Regions from separate parts of the Mus musculus genome. Here region 2 is linked to region 1. A link is a contact called in public HiChIP or PLAC-seq data. All regions are on one chromosome and are shown on one strand. The core of a region is the stretch at or near the end of the contact, and the rest is flanking DNA. Distances in the headings are between cores, read along the strand shown. Region 1 holds the start of Usp50 (ubiquitin specific peptidase 50). Region 2 overlaps Ncaph (non-SMC condensin I complex, subunit H).

Region 1 (6,949 bases), core at 852-3,351:
CATAGACATTTTGTACTTAGTCTGACTATATTAAACATTTAATATACATTCCCCATTAAATATTTGCAACAGCTCTTCTGGGTAGAAACAGTCCTTCTAAAATCCCATTTACAGGTGGACTAACCAGCTTATGTGAGTGAGTCATTTGCCCACAGTAGTATACCAAGGGCAAGCACATAGTGATGCAGGAGAAATGAAGGCATTTACCTACCTTACCTGGCCATTAAATTATATGGAATTACAGCATATGCTGAGAATGAATATAACTCTATAGGTGACATATGGAGAACATAATACAGTGTTGGAGCTGTGGCTCAGTGGGTAAGAACACTGACTATGGATTCAAAGGACCCCAGTTCAAATCCCAGCAAGTGCTTTATGGGGCCGTTAAAGGGTTGTAACTTTGAGCCTTTGTAGCTTCTTTTGGTGTCTGGAGACAGCTATAGTGAGCATGATACATACACATAGTAGGAACATATACATTCATATGTTAAGGGCACAGGTATGTATATATGCATACATATGTGTGCATACATGCACATTGCTACGCTAATAACTGATTATATATATTTATGATTAGGGTTCTTATGTTTGCTCATTTATAACACAGAAACATTCAGCATGAGAAAGTGTCCTTGGCCTGTGTGAGGCACTGGCTTTGGCCTCAAGCTCCTGATCCCCCAGCAAAACAAGGAACACTACCTCTTCCTGGCAGGGTTACTGCGAGGGCCATGCAGGTGCCATGCAAGGTGCTTAGCTTAGATCACATAATAAATGATATCTTTTAAAAGAATACAACATAGCCAGTTATTGGTGGTGCAAACCTTTGATCCTAGCGTTCAGGAGGCAGCAGCAGGGGGGATCTCTGAGTCTGAGGCTAACCTGGTGTACAGAGTGGGTTCTAGAACGAATAGCTAAGGCTACACAGAGAAACCCTGTGTCCAAAAAAAGACAAGTGTATATTTATACACACACACACATATGTATATATACTTATATACACATACACATGTGTGTATATATGTCTATGTGTGTATGTATATATGTATATATACATCTATGTACCTGTATAGTATGTATACACGTATATTTACATGTATACACACATATATACATATATATGTATACACACATATACAGATATACGTGCATACACACACACACACACACACACACACACACACAGCTTGGGTTCTGAAGAGATGGCTCAGCAGTTAAGAGCATTTCTGCTGTTCTTTCAGAAGATCCTGGCTCACTTCCCAGCAACCACATGGCAGCTCACAACCATTTGTGTCTCCAGTTCCAAGGGATCTAATGCCCTCTTCTGGCCTCCAAGAGCACTGCTTTGGTGTGCTTAAATTGTCAGCAAAGCATTCATATACATAAAATAAAATCTTTAAAAGAATAAATGACTTAATGTGGAGAGACGGGACTGGAGCATCTGCCCAGCATGCAGAGATGGGAAATACTGCAGGCTCCAGGAGGCCTCCTTGATCTGCACAGCTCCCTCTTATCTGACCGATTCAGTAGGGCCGCTCACCACCTTTGTCCTTTATTACCTTTCTTCCCACAGACTGAATCTGAAATCCAGGCCCCACCGCTCAGCGGCCTCACTCAGTGCCTCTGCTCAGTTTCACCCATCTGAAAAGTGTGCCATTCTCACTTTTACTCAGTGATGTCACGGAGGCCCTGAGCTGACTGATCAGGGAGTACATGTATGTTATCTCTTCTGGGTCCTTCATGGGTCAAATCTGGCAGAGCCCTCCCAAATGCAACAGGTGCCATGCCCCCTCTAGGTAAGCCCTCCCCCAGCCCCCCACTCCTGAGGTTATCTATAAAGGCACAGGACATAGAGGCTCACAGGTTGTAGTAGGCACCGAAGTCGTCTGCAGGGACCGGCCGATGAGACGCCATGTCAATGAAGCACATCAGGCTTTCACTTCTACTCACGAGCTACCTTTGATCCTTTTAACTTCATTTCTCCAGGACTGCTCCCTGGCTTGTTTTTGGTTTTGAACCGTTTGAATGCCCCCCTCCCCCCTTTGTGTTGTTGCTGTCTGATTTCACTTGACTCAGGCCCAGTTCTTCTTGGATCCTCCCCTGCATCACAATTGTCACCCTTCATACCAAGGTTCTAACGTGTTGTCAAGGGATACCATTATTTGTTTGTTTGAAATGCTTCTGAAAGATCAACTTTCTGAGAACGAATTGTCCACATCACAGCTCTCCCTCTATTTCTGGGTTTCTCACACACAAGCACACAGAGATGTTCACCCTCTGGATTTGGGGACAGTGTGTGGCAACACTGCTCCCATGAACCCTAGAGGGACATCTCTTCCCCTATGGAGGAGGTAGTGAGATTTTTCTCATCCCGATGCATACACAGTGAGGTCACCAGAATTGTTTATTCTTGGGATGGAGACACAGCTGGATATGGGCACATACCCATAGTACACAGGCTGTTAGGGTTTTACTGCTGTGGACAGACACCATGACCAAGGCAACTCTTCTAAGGACAACATTTAAATGGGGCTGGCTTACAGTTTTAGAGGTTCAGTCCATTATCATCAAGGTGGAGAACAAGGGCATGTCCTGGCAGACATGGTGCAGGAGGAGCTGAGAGTTCTATATCTTCATCTGAAGGACACTAGAAGACTGGCTCCCATGTAGTTAGGAGAAAAGAATCATTGCCCACCCCCACAATGACACATTTCCTCCAACAAGGCCACACCTCCTAATAGGCCAAGCATATTTAAACCACCACACAGGCTTATTATAGGATTTACAAGCTGTGGCCTCTGGGGCACACATGGTTTTCTGAACTCAGACTTTTCCACTGGAGGAAAAGGATGGCATCCTCAGTTCTAACTAAAAGCATGGGGCTGTGACCTGGGAAAGCACCCGTGCTGGGGCCTTGCCTCTGGAGTGCCTAGTTGCTGCTGGCCTGCTCTCTGAGCAGATCTACTGGGTCAGCCAAGCACCAGCAGAGAGCAGGCAGAGAGCCCTTAGGATCAGTTTATCCCAGGTAGGGTACTGAAGACAGGCTGAAGGAAAAATACTCTCAAAGTCCAACTTCATAGAGCAATGAGTTTCAGTGGGGTCAGTTAGGGCATATGGGTGGAGAGATCAGGAGCAAATAGGACTCAGCTGTGTCACCGAAGACCCCAGTATGAGTGACAGCTCATGAAAGCTGGGCTCCAGGAGCACACACAGCCTGCAGGCACTCAACAGATTGCAGTGTCCTTTCTAGGCCTTTTAGTCGTAAGCCACACACTGCAACACACACCACATGACATCGATCTCTCTCACACACTATGCCAAACCACCCGGCAACACACACAATGACTAAGAAATATACATTAGATCCATAATGATGCCCCTCTGTGTATGTGCATATATGTATTGAGAATCAGAATTCACACCAATAGTCACAACCTTTCTAGATTTATTTTCCCTTCCTATACAATCTAACTCTAACTGGGAGACACCTAGCTTCTGACAGCCCTAGCATAGCTCCTGTCTCATCAGTCCTCAATGCTGTGTTCCCACTGCCTAGCACGTGACATTCCTGCCTCATCTGCACACCAGGGCACCACTGCCCACAGCTCATACAGCTCACACTAAAGTAAGAGGGCTGCTTCTTAATTTTTCCTTATCTCTTTGGTGGCTTGTTTTAATCTGCCCCTCTTAGATATTTCTTTCTAGTCATCTGAAAATTGTGCAGTACTTTCAAAATCTACACCCATGTATTTTAAATATTTTGACAATATGAAAGTGCAGTCTATGCTCTTTTCACATATTTATGTTAAGCTAAAGTTGAGTAGCAAGGGTGACTATGTTATTCCAATCCACTTGGTTTTTATGCTATGGGTGATACATAATGGATTTTTGTGAAAACGTCAATGTTAATCTGCTAGTGAGGTTGGAAGGTAAGGAATTCTGTGTGATGTAACAACAGAAACTGCTGTGTCTTGGCAGGTGAGAATGCTCCATGGTTAAGCATCCTTGATGCTGCAGCTTAGCTTCTTCCTGCTGGATCAGGAATTAAAGTGCCAGGCACTTTCCTTGTTGCCGCTCTGGCACAGTTACAAAGAACCTGTAAAGCAGGGCTGCACCACCACCCGAACTCCATACCGTCCTTCGCAGCCTGTGCAGTCCTTTGTCCTTTGCATTGCGGGTTGAGACCCCTCTTCTCGTGGGCTTTTCTAGAAACTTACAAGGAATGTTTTAATAAAAGGTGAGATGAGGTGCAATGACTTGGAGGTGACTGGGCTACTTCGCCTCTAGGGATATAGAACCCCTCTCACAATTAGTGATAAAACCTTGTAAAAGCCCCCAGCATATAACCCAGTGGGCAGATCCTCCCTGCTCAACCAGCCTTCCTTCCCTCCTCAGTCTCTCTGGGATGATAAATTTATACTTAAACTGCATCATGGCTGAATTATTTCCTGCAAGAAGACAAGGACCAAGGAGAAATGCTCTCTGGTAAGAGACCACACTGCGAAATTGAGAAGAGTGAGGTTTACCCATACATAAAATCATCTTCAATATGATGCAATTTAGAGATCATTGAGATCTTTGTCCATCCAGGCAGCTGTGTGCCAGAGACTTCCAGAGACTAAACAGCTGGTGAAAGTTAAATCAAGGTTGGGGCTCTTGAATTCTCTCACAATTGTGATGAATAAAAATCTAAAGTGAGGGGGCTGGAGAGATGGCTCAGCAGTTAGGAGCACTGACTGCTCTTCCAGAGGTCCTGAGTTCACAGACCCCATCTAGGTCAGAGCAGCAATACTTGCAAGGTTGGCCGAGATGGCCCTGGCAGCCCAGGCTAACAGCCGGCAAACCAGTCAAGCTCAACAAAGCAAGTCAGAGGTGATCAGGGCGCTTGAGAGAGGGACCGCTCTTCTATCTGCGTGGATCAGAAGAACGTGCACAGAGTATGTAAACCTTTCATTGCCCTGCTCCCTGTGTGCAGAGAATCAACCATTTGCAATAGGACTCTCAATATGGTTTGTTTGTTTGAGACAGTTTCTCTATAGCCTTGACTGTCCTGGAACTGTAGTCTAGGCTGGCCTTGAACTCAGAGTTCCACCTGTCTCTGCCTCCCAAGTGCTTCTTCTATTAAAGACAGGAGCCACTATGTCCAGCTGGGGTTCTCAGTCTTTGTCCAGTTTCTGGTCTAAATCCTATAAAAAGCCCCTAAACAACGAACCAACTCAATGTTTATTTCTCTCTTGGGACCCTTCCCACTTGTTTTTCCCTAGTTTCTCACTTTTCTTTGATTTCTCCCAAGAAAGGTTGTTTTCACTTTAGATTTTAAAAAAAATTATATATCTATTTCATGTATGTGAATACACTGTCACTGTCTTCAGACACACCAGAAGAGGGCATCGGATCCCATTACAGATGGTTGTGAGCCACCATGTGGTTGCTGGGAATTGAACTCAGGACCTCTGGTAGAGCAGTCAGTGCTCTTACCCACTGAGCCATCTCTCCAGAACCCTAAAAGTATTTTCTAATGTATGAATGTTTTGCTGGCATGCATGTATGTGCACCATCTATACACTTGGTGTCCTCAAAAGCCAGAACAGGTGTTGCTGGGACTGGAGTTACAGGTGGCTGTGAGCCACTGTGTGGGTGGGAACTAACTAACCCTGGATCCCTTGCAAGAGCAACCGGTGCTCTCTTTTAAACACACGCAGTTTGTGTGCCAGTATTTTACCTGGGTATGCACCTGTGTGCATGCTGCCTGTAGAGCCTAGAGGAGGGGAGAGGACCTCCTGGGTCTGGATTTACAGATGGGTGGGTGTGAGCCACCATGTGGGTGCTGGCTATCAAAACTGATCCTCTGGAACAGCAGCCAGGGCTCTTCACCACTGAACCACTGCTCCAGCGCAATTGGCACTTCTTACAAGGGTACTTTTATGGTTGCTTAAATTGTCTTTTCTATTCTCTCCTTTCTTCCTGTGTTGGGTAGAACCTAGGGCCTCCTGCATGCCAGTCAAAAGTTTACTCAATCCTTTTCCTAATCTTACTCTTAAAGGTTAACCATAAATGCCTTCAAATGTTAAGAGATGGTGAGTTCTTGGAGATGGCTTAATTAGTGAAGTACTTCTCAGACAATCAGATCTGGTGTGGTGCCAAGTGCATGTAATCTTTGATCTCTGGGATAGGCAATCTAAGTCTACTTGGTGAGCTCACAGAGAGACCCTGTCTTAAAAAACAAGGTGGATAGCTCCCGTGGGAATGCCTCAGTCTGACCTATGACTTCCACATACACACGTATATCCACATATATAAATATTAAGACTAATTCAGGGTTGGAGAGAGTACACAGGTTCTGTTCTCGGCACTGCTGCTTACAAATGTCTAACAACTCTGGTTTCAGGGGATCCAAAGCCCTCTTCTAGCCAGGCATGCTGTGGGGCCTCGTAGCAGGCCCCGAGCCAAGAGAGGGGCCAAGTTGTGTGCAAATCCCGGAAATCTCGTCCCAGATCTGCAGTAGAATGGCTTCCCCTGCTCTGGGCCTTTGTGTTTCTGTGCACAGCCCTGTGCCCCGACCCTTGCCTCACCAGAGGGGGTTGGGTAGCACAGTAGCCAGGTTAACTTCCTCTCTCCTTATAAGGTCATGCCCAGCAGCATCTAGAATTTCCCCTCATGAACCCCCAGCACTGTGGCCAATGATATACACTCACACCCTACTCACCCTACAAAAGGTTTACATAGCTTTTGCTCTCCCCCTTAGACAAGCTGTTTCACTGATGCTGCCTCCCCCGAATCTGTTCTTACTGCCTGTGCCCGAGGTTCTTCCACTCCCAGCCCTCCCACGATCCAGCAGTTGCGATTGTTGTTGATCACACCACAGCAGATGGGACAGCAGACCCTGAACAGCAGCATACAAGGGTGCAGGCATGCATGTGTGCAGGCAAAACACCCCTACACAAAGAAA
Region 2 (6,767 bases), core at 1,286-3,785, 330 kb after region 1:
GAAACCTCTAAAGGTGAGTCAATGGATTGGCTTTTCTTTGAGGTGAGAGCCTCTGCTGTTTGTTGTACACACACTAACACTGCGACTGAGGCATTCTCTGACATACCCAAGACCACACAGCTTAGGGTCCTCAATAATCATGCATTTCACTGCACAGCCAGCAAAACGTGTAAGCAAGAATGGAGTTTGTAGAGCTCAATGGGTCTGAACCGGGGTTCTAGGTCTGCACACTTAGTCTGCTTCACTCTCAGGAGAGGGGTCTGGCAGCGTGATTATGTCTCCAGCGTTCCTGCTGAGAATGGGCATCCTAAGGCAGAACACCACTTCAAAGCATACACACCTTCTGACACTTGTAAGGTAGCCACAATACTTTGTACAAAGTCCTATTTTAAGTCCGGTTGCTACTGGGTAAGTACTCCGAATGCCCATCAGGACTGTAAAGCACGCAGCTGCTAGGGCAGCATGGGAAAGCTTGCATCTGCACGTTTTCATCACCAGTAAGGTGAGATAGAGGCCAAGGCATTAGCTTGCTGTGTGACCTGTCCCATCCTCTGCTGGGACAGTCTCTTCTTCCAAGCCACGGTGATGTCTGTTTTAAACTGTGACTGCATCTCTCTGCTTTAGGGTGGGGACCACACTGAGGGATCATGAGCTGTAGACATCAGCTCTCCCTTCCTACACATTGGGAACCTAAGGAGCATGAGTGATGTTACCTCTGTGTCAGCCTCCTTCCTAGAAAACTTCGTCAGCAGACTCCACATACTCTGCTTCAGCTTCTTCATGTCCATCTTTTTGGCAGTCTTGGCGTAATGAATTTCTATTTTATTCACCTGGAATAGGTGTAACAAAGCAAAATTAACCAGAAGAAAAACATTCACTATCAATTTCCTGTAAAATAGAAGTCTCGAATGAAAAAGTTGGAAATCAAGGAGAAATCCCAGCCGGGCACAGTGGCACACACCTTTGATGCCAGCCCTCTGAGACAGAGGCAACTGAATCTCAGTGAGTTAGACACCAACCTGGTCTACAGAGTGAGTTCCAGGACAGCCAGGGCTATAAAGTGAAACCCTGTCTCGAAAACAAAAGCAAAAAAGAAAGCCAGTCTCAACCTCATATACAGAGTTCCCTGCAAAAAGATCTCACTTCTTTCTGTTTTTACCTTTCGGATTTTGCTGTTTTGCTTTTGAATCTCGTGTAGCCGAGTCTTGCCTGGGCTTACTGTTAGATCCTGAACTTGTCAACCTCTTGCCTCCAAGCAAGTGCTGGCATTACAAGTATGAACCACCACGCCCAATTTTAATGAGCCAGTGCATGGGACTGAATCTAGGTAAACACTCTACCAATCCTAACTCCTTTTAATCAGAGGAAATTTAGATTAAGACCAAGAATTGCAGTGTAAGAGATGAGTATATGAAACAGATAGCACCCAGCCTGGCTCTTGGGATAAGGCATCAGGTATTTAACACATGACAGGAACTGAAAATGGCCAAGGTATTCAAAGCCCCACAGCAATGCTCTCGCTGCAGCCTTCCTACATGTGTTTTATTGGTGTGGCCAATCCACTCCTACTTATGACTTGGGTTTGACTCTCAACACTACAGCAGTAAATAAAAGTTAATAAGATAAAATAAGGTCTTTGGAAAAATATCACTACCATATAACCTAAGTAGCCAATGTCAATAACTGGGAAGCAGTTTAGACAGCACAACCCTGTGTGAAAACTCAGATAGCAGGTTAAGATGGAACCGGAAAACAAGTGGAGCGCAGGCTGATGGGACTCACATCTGAGAGGAGTTAAACAGACAGCCAGGAATCCACACAATTCCTTGTTGTCTCTTCCTTACCTTTTGAGGCTCAGCCACCAAGTTCAACTCTTGGTAAGTTGTGATATCTACTCCTTGGTTTTCAGGAGAAATGTGACCATTCTCTTGTGTTGTCTTTGGATCAGACTCAAGGTCAAGGGTCCCGACTGGATCCGCAAATAAATCGTCTGCCTCTTCATAATCACTGTCAGCAGCCTGGGCAAGGAAACAACCCTTCAAGTTTGGTAGATGCTATCAATGGGAGAGACTCCACGTACACAAAGCAAGCAGAGTCCCACCAACGTGGCCTGCTCGCTCACTTCTTCCTGCTTCACATAAGCCCTACTACAGAGAGAGGGGTCTCTTATCAGCCTGAGACCTCGGAAGCATGAGTTTAAAGAGTGCAATGACCACAGAGACCAGCATCCCCTTTGCTTAGTAACTAGATAAATATTTCATCTTACAGAAAACATTCCCAAAACGCTGGAGCACAGCCTGCATCCCTTGCCTAACAAGAGCACAGAACAGGGGCTGGGCATGTAGCTAAGTACAGAGTACACACACATTTCATGTGAGTTACTAGGTTCCATCCTTACCACCCAAAAACAGTACAGGAAATCCCAGGTGCTATCTAATTTTGTAGCAGGAGCAACGCCCTTTTATATTTTGGATGGATACAGACTCTCAAGAATGCCAAGGTGACCTTAAACTTGCCTTGTAGCAAAGGGTGACTTTCGATTCACCTTCCTCCACCTCAAGACTGGAAGGTGTGTCCCACCACACCCAGTGTGATGGTTACAATAAAAATGCCCCACACATAGACTCAAAGGGACTATTAGAAGACCAATGTGCTTAACAGAATTAGGTGAGTTAGGGGACCGAGCCTCAGCTGTGTCAGACTGAAGTTATTTATTTGAGATACAACCTTCGAGATGGGAAGTGGTGGCTAAAGGAAGCCAAAAAAAAAAAAAAAAAAAAAAAAGACTGTAACTCAGATTCCTACCTCAACTACACCAAGGCAAGTAAGAGAATTCTTGGGCACCGTTGGCTTCTGCAGGCTCTGGATACCTGGGTTTGCGACCTTAGCTGCCCCTTGTACCCCCTAGCCAAGGAAGGGGAGGTGTTTGTGTAGAACCCAGATCACCAGAAAGCCTTTAAAGAAATTTAAAAAGCCCTACTGATGGCCCCAGCCTTGGCCTTGCCTGACCTAACCAAGCCTTTCACTCTTTATTGAGAGAGCAGGGGTTGCCATAGGAGTCTACCCAGACTTTGGGACCTTGAAAAAGGCCAGTGGCTTACCTATCCAAGAAGTTAGACCCTGTTGCCAGCAGGTGGCCTTCTTGCTTGAAAGCTATTGCTGCAGTAGCATTACTTGTCAAGGATGCTGATAAGCTCACTCTGGGACAGCAAATAACTGTAGTGGCACCCCACACTCTTGAAAGTATTATCCAACAGCCTCCTGACCAATGGATGACCAACGCTCATATGACACATTATCAGAGCCCTTTGTTGACTGAACGAGTGACCTTTGCTCCCCCTGCTGTCCTGAATCCCACTACCCTACTGCCCGAGACTGATGACTCTTCACCTGCTCATCACTGCACTGACATTCTGGCAGAAGAAACTGGTACTCGAAATGATCTGAAGGATCAGCCTTGGCCTGGGAGTCCGAGTTGGTACACGGATGGCAGTAACTTTGTGGTTGAAGGTAAGCGGAAGGTAGGGGCATCAGTGGTGGACAGAAAGCAAGTGATCTGGGCCAGCAGCCTCCCTGAAGGAACTTCGGCCCAGAAAGCCGAACTTGTGGCTTTGATATAAGCTCTACAAATGGCAAAGGGGAAGTCTATCAACATTTACACTGACAGCAGATATGCTTTTGCCACTGCACGGAGCAATATACAGACAAAGAGGGCTGTTGACACCTGCAGAGAAAGACCTAAGATGCTGTGGCTAAAGGGAATCAGATGGCAGATCTAACCGCCAAACAGGCGGCCCAAGGAGTAATGATCCTGGCAGTCAAGAAGCCTAAAGATTATGATGTCAGAGACCAGCTTTAGATATACCCCTGAGGACTATCAAGTTATGGACAAATTAGGGATGGTAAAGGAAACCTCATATGGGGTAATAGAAACAGAAGAAAGAAAATGAGTTCTCCCATGGGAAGAAGGACACAAGTATGTTACCAACTTACATTACTTGACCCACTTGGGGTCAAGAAATTAAAAGGTGTGGTTAGGTCCTCTGACTACTATGTTACAGGACTCTCTGACTTGGCAGGAGAAATAGTCAAAGCTGCAAGGCCTGTGCTATGACTAATGCAGGACACTCCATGTATACTCCTGGGAAGAGGCTCAGGGGCAACTGGCTGGGGGCCTATTGGAAGGTAGATTTTAAAGAAATTAAGCCAGCTAGATATGGTAACAAGTACTTATTAGTGTTAATAGACACCTTTTCAAGCTGGGTAGAAGCTTTTCCTACCAGGACTAAGACGGCCAATGTGATGGCCAAGAAGATCTTAGAAGAAATCTTCCCGAAATTTGGGATACCCAAGGTAATCGGGTCCGATAATGAACCTGCCTTTGTTGTCCAGGTAAGTCAGGGACTGGCCAAGATATTGGGGGTTGATTAGAAGTTACATTGATTAGAATTGATTAGAAGTTACATTGTGCATACAGGCCCCAAAGCTCAGGACAGGTAGAGAGGATGAATAGAACCATTAAAGAGACCCTTACCAAATTGACAGCAGAGACTGGCGCTAATGATTGGATAGCTCTCCTACCCTTTGTGCTCTTCAGGGTTAGAAACACCCCTAGACAGTTTGGACTGACCCCCTATGAATTACTCTATGGGGGGGGGGGGGCTCCACTGGTAAAAATAGCCTCTGTACATAGTGCAGACATGCTGCTTTCCCAGCCTTTGTTCTCTAGGCTCAAGGTGCTCAAAAGGGTGAGACAGCGAGTGTGGAAGCAGCTCCAGAATGCCTACTCAAGAGAAGGAGACCTGCAAGCCCACATCGCTTCCAAGTTAGAGATTCAGTCTACAGTAGATGCCATTGCGCAGAAAACCTTGAGACTCGGTGGAAAGGCCCTTATCTTGTACTCTTGACCATCCTACTTTCTATCCTATGGGACCCCTTCTGATTTTGCTTCTACTTTTAATTATAGGTCCATGTGTGTTAGATAGGCTAGTTGCCTTTATTAGAGCAAAACTTAGTACAGTGCAGCTTTTAGTTTTGAGACAACAGTACCATGCCCTAAAGGATCAAGTGCATCAGGGAGAATATAGTGTCTAGTTCTAAGATTAGCAAGTAGAAGTGGTGAATAAAAAAGTGAAACATAAAAAACAAAAAATTCTAGGCCGTTAGGCCCAGGCTTGAGAATGTGACCTTTGTGACTCAATGCTCCAAGGCATGCTAATTATAAAACAGATAGTGACATTCCTCCATCCACTGGCTTCCTGGGTTTGGGGAGTGTTCATTCAAAGAAAGTCACCCTGACCCACCTGGACAGCTCCTGGAACCCACTATGCAAATGTGCTATTGTTAGAGACTCATAGAAACTGTCTTGACTCCCACTCCCTCACGACTCTTAACTGGTATTTTTGGTATTTTCCAACAACGCTCTCCCCACCCCCTTGAGTTGTGGTTCCTTCCTTTAAATACCCCCTGTCCCAGCTACTCGGGGCCCACGGTCCTCTACCCCCTGTGTGGTGTATGGCTGTGGGTCCCAGAGCACGCCTGGAATAAAAGTCCTCTTGCGGTTTGCACCAAGACCATTTCTCGTGAGTGATTTGGGGTGTTGCTCTCCTGAGTCAGAACGTGGGGGAGTCTTCACGTTGTGGGTCTTTCACCCTCTAGATACGGACCTCTCAGTTACCTTTCTTAGCACCACATCTGCCTGAATGTCACCATGTTTCCACAATGCTAGTAATGGACTAAGCCTCTGCACGCCAGCCCTAATTAAACATTTTCCTTTATAAGGGTTGCCACAGTCTTCACAGCAACAGAACTCTAAGACACCTGGTTTATAAGGTGATGGGGAGCAATCCCTGCTTCATTCATGCTGGTCTGCAGTCTCCACTCACAGAAAGCCATTCTCAGAACCAAGCCCAGAGTGAACGGATGAGAACTGTGACATAGGCAGTATGGCAGAGCTCTGAACAGGTTCCAGGGCTGGTCCTTACCGGCGCTGAAGTTGCAGAAGCATCGGCCAAGAGGTCAGACTAGATCCTCATTAAAACAAAACAATCTCTCCCCTCAGTAGAGAAAGAAACAGAATAAATGACTGTCCAATTCTGTCCTCCCTGCATGAAGGGTCACAGGAGGCTCTGTCCTCCTCACCATAGCTTCTATTTGCTGTTTCTTCAGGAGACTCACAATGAGAAACAAATTAGCAATGCCCACCAAGGTCTGAGAATGAGGAAAGGCTTGGACAAGTTCTCCTGATAAGTAGGTACTTCCAGAGAGTTCTTGGCCCTACTAGATCACACCACTTTCGCATGCCTTGTTTCAACTCATAGCCAAAATATTAGCTCCTATGAACAGGAAGTGTAGTTATATTTCTTTGAAATTCCACAATATCCAAGATTAGTGCTGTGTTGTACAGGCCAGAGCCTATCCACTTGTCTATTCATTAGCAGAGTGTCTTAGTTAGGGTTTTGCTGCTGTGACAGACACCATGACCAAGGCAACTCTTACAAAGGACAACATTTAATGGAGGTTGGCTTACAGGTTCAGAGGTTCAGTCCATTATCATCAAGGTGGGAGCATGGCAGTGTCCAGACAATGATGCAGGAGGAGCTGAAAGTCCTAAATCTTCATCTGAAGACTACTAGAAGACTGGCTTCCAGGCAGCTGGGAGAAGGGTCTTAAAGCTCACACCCACAGTGACATTCCCACTCCAACAAGGGCATACCTACTTGACACTCCCTGAGCCAAGCATATACAAACCACCCCACAGATCCTGC

The links. HiChIP or PLAC-seq counts read pairs in DNA pulled down with a chosen protein or histone mark.
Region 2: an H3K27ac HiChIP or PLAC-seq map of embryonic stem cells shows a contact between it and region 1, with 2.6 times the contacts expected there. The contact joins the enhancer-like site here to the promoter of Usp50 in region 1. A contact is called at or near these places in 5 of 39 promoter capture datasets (the HPC-7 cell line, cranial neural crest, frontonasal cranial neural crest and 2 more), 2 of 484 Hi-C or Micro-C datasets (bone marrow-derived macrophages and nephron progenitors), 1 of 115 datasets of contacts at active chromatin or transcription factors (embryonic stem cells) and 3 of 9 other capture datasets (adipose tissue, embryonic stem cells and liver).

What each region holds. Positions count from the first base shown.
Region 1 is chr2:126,781,359-126,788,307 of GRCm38.p6, forward strand. Usp50 (ubiquitin specific peptidase 50) reads right to left here and starts at 2,102. Exons shown (of 7, transcript NM_029163.3): 1 at 1,862-2,102. The coding sequence starts at 1,929.
Region 2 is chr2:127,106,641-127,113,407 of GRCm38.p6, forward strand. It overlaps Ncaph (non-SMC condensin I complex, subunit H), which reads right to left. Exons shown (of 18, transcript NM_144818.3): 14 at 1,845-2,018; 15 at 714-830. Among named protein-coding and RNA genes, the nearest start is that of Gm39922, 11 kb to the left of the region's middle. Within about 2 kb of position 2,536, at least 7 of the 459 cell types and tissues checked have an H3K27ac peak or open chromatin away from gene starts, as enhancers often do. A contact at or near this core is called in embryonic stem cells, where this site is marked.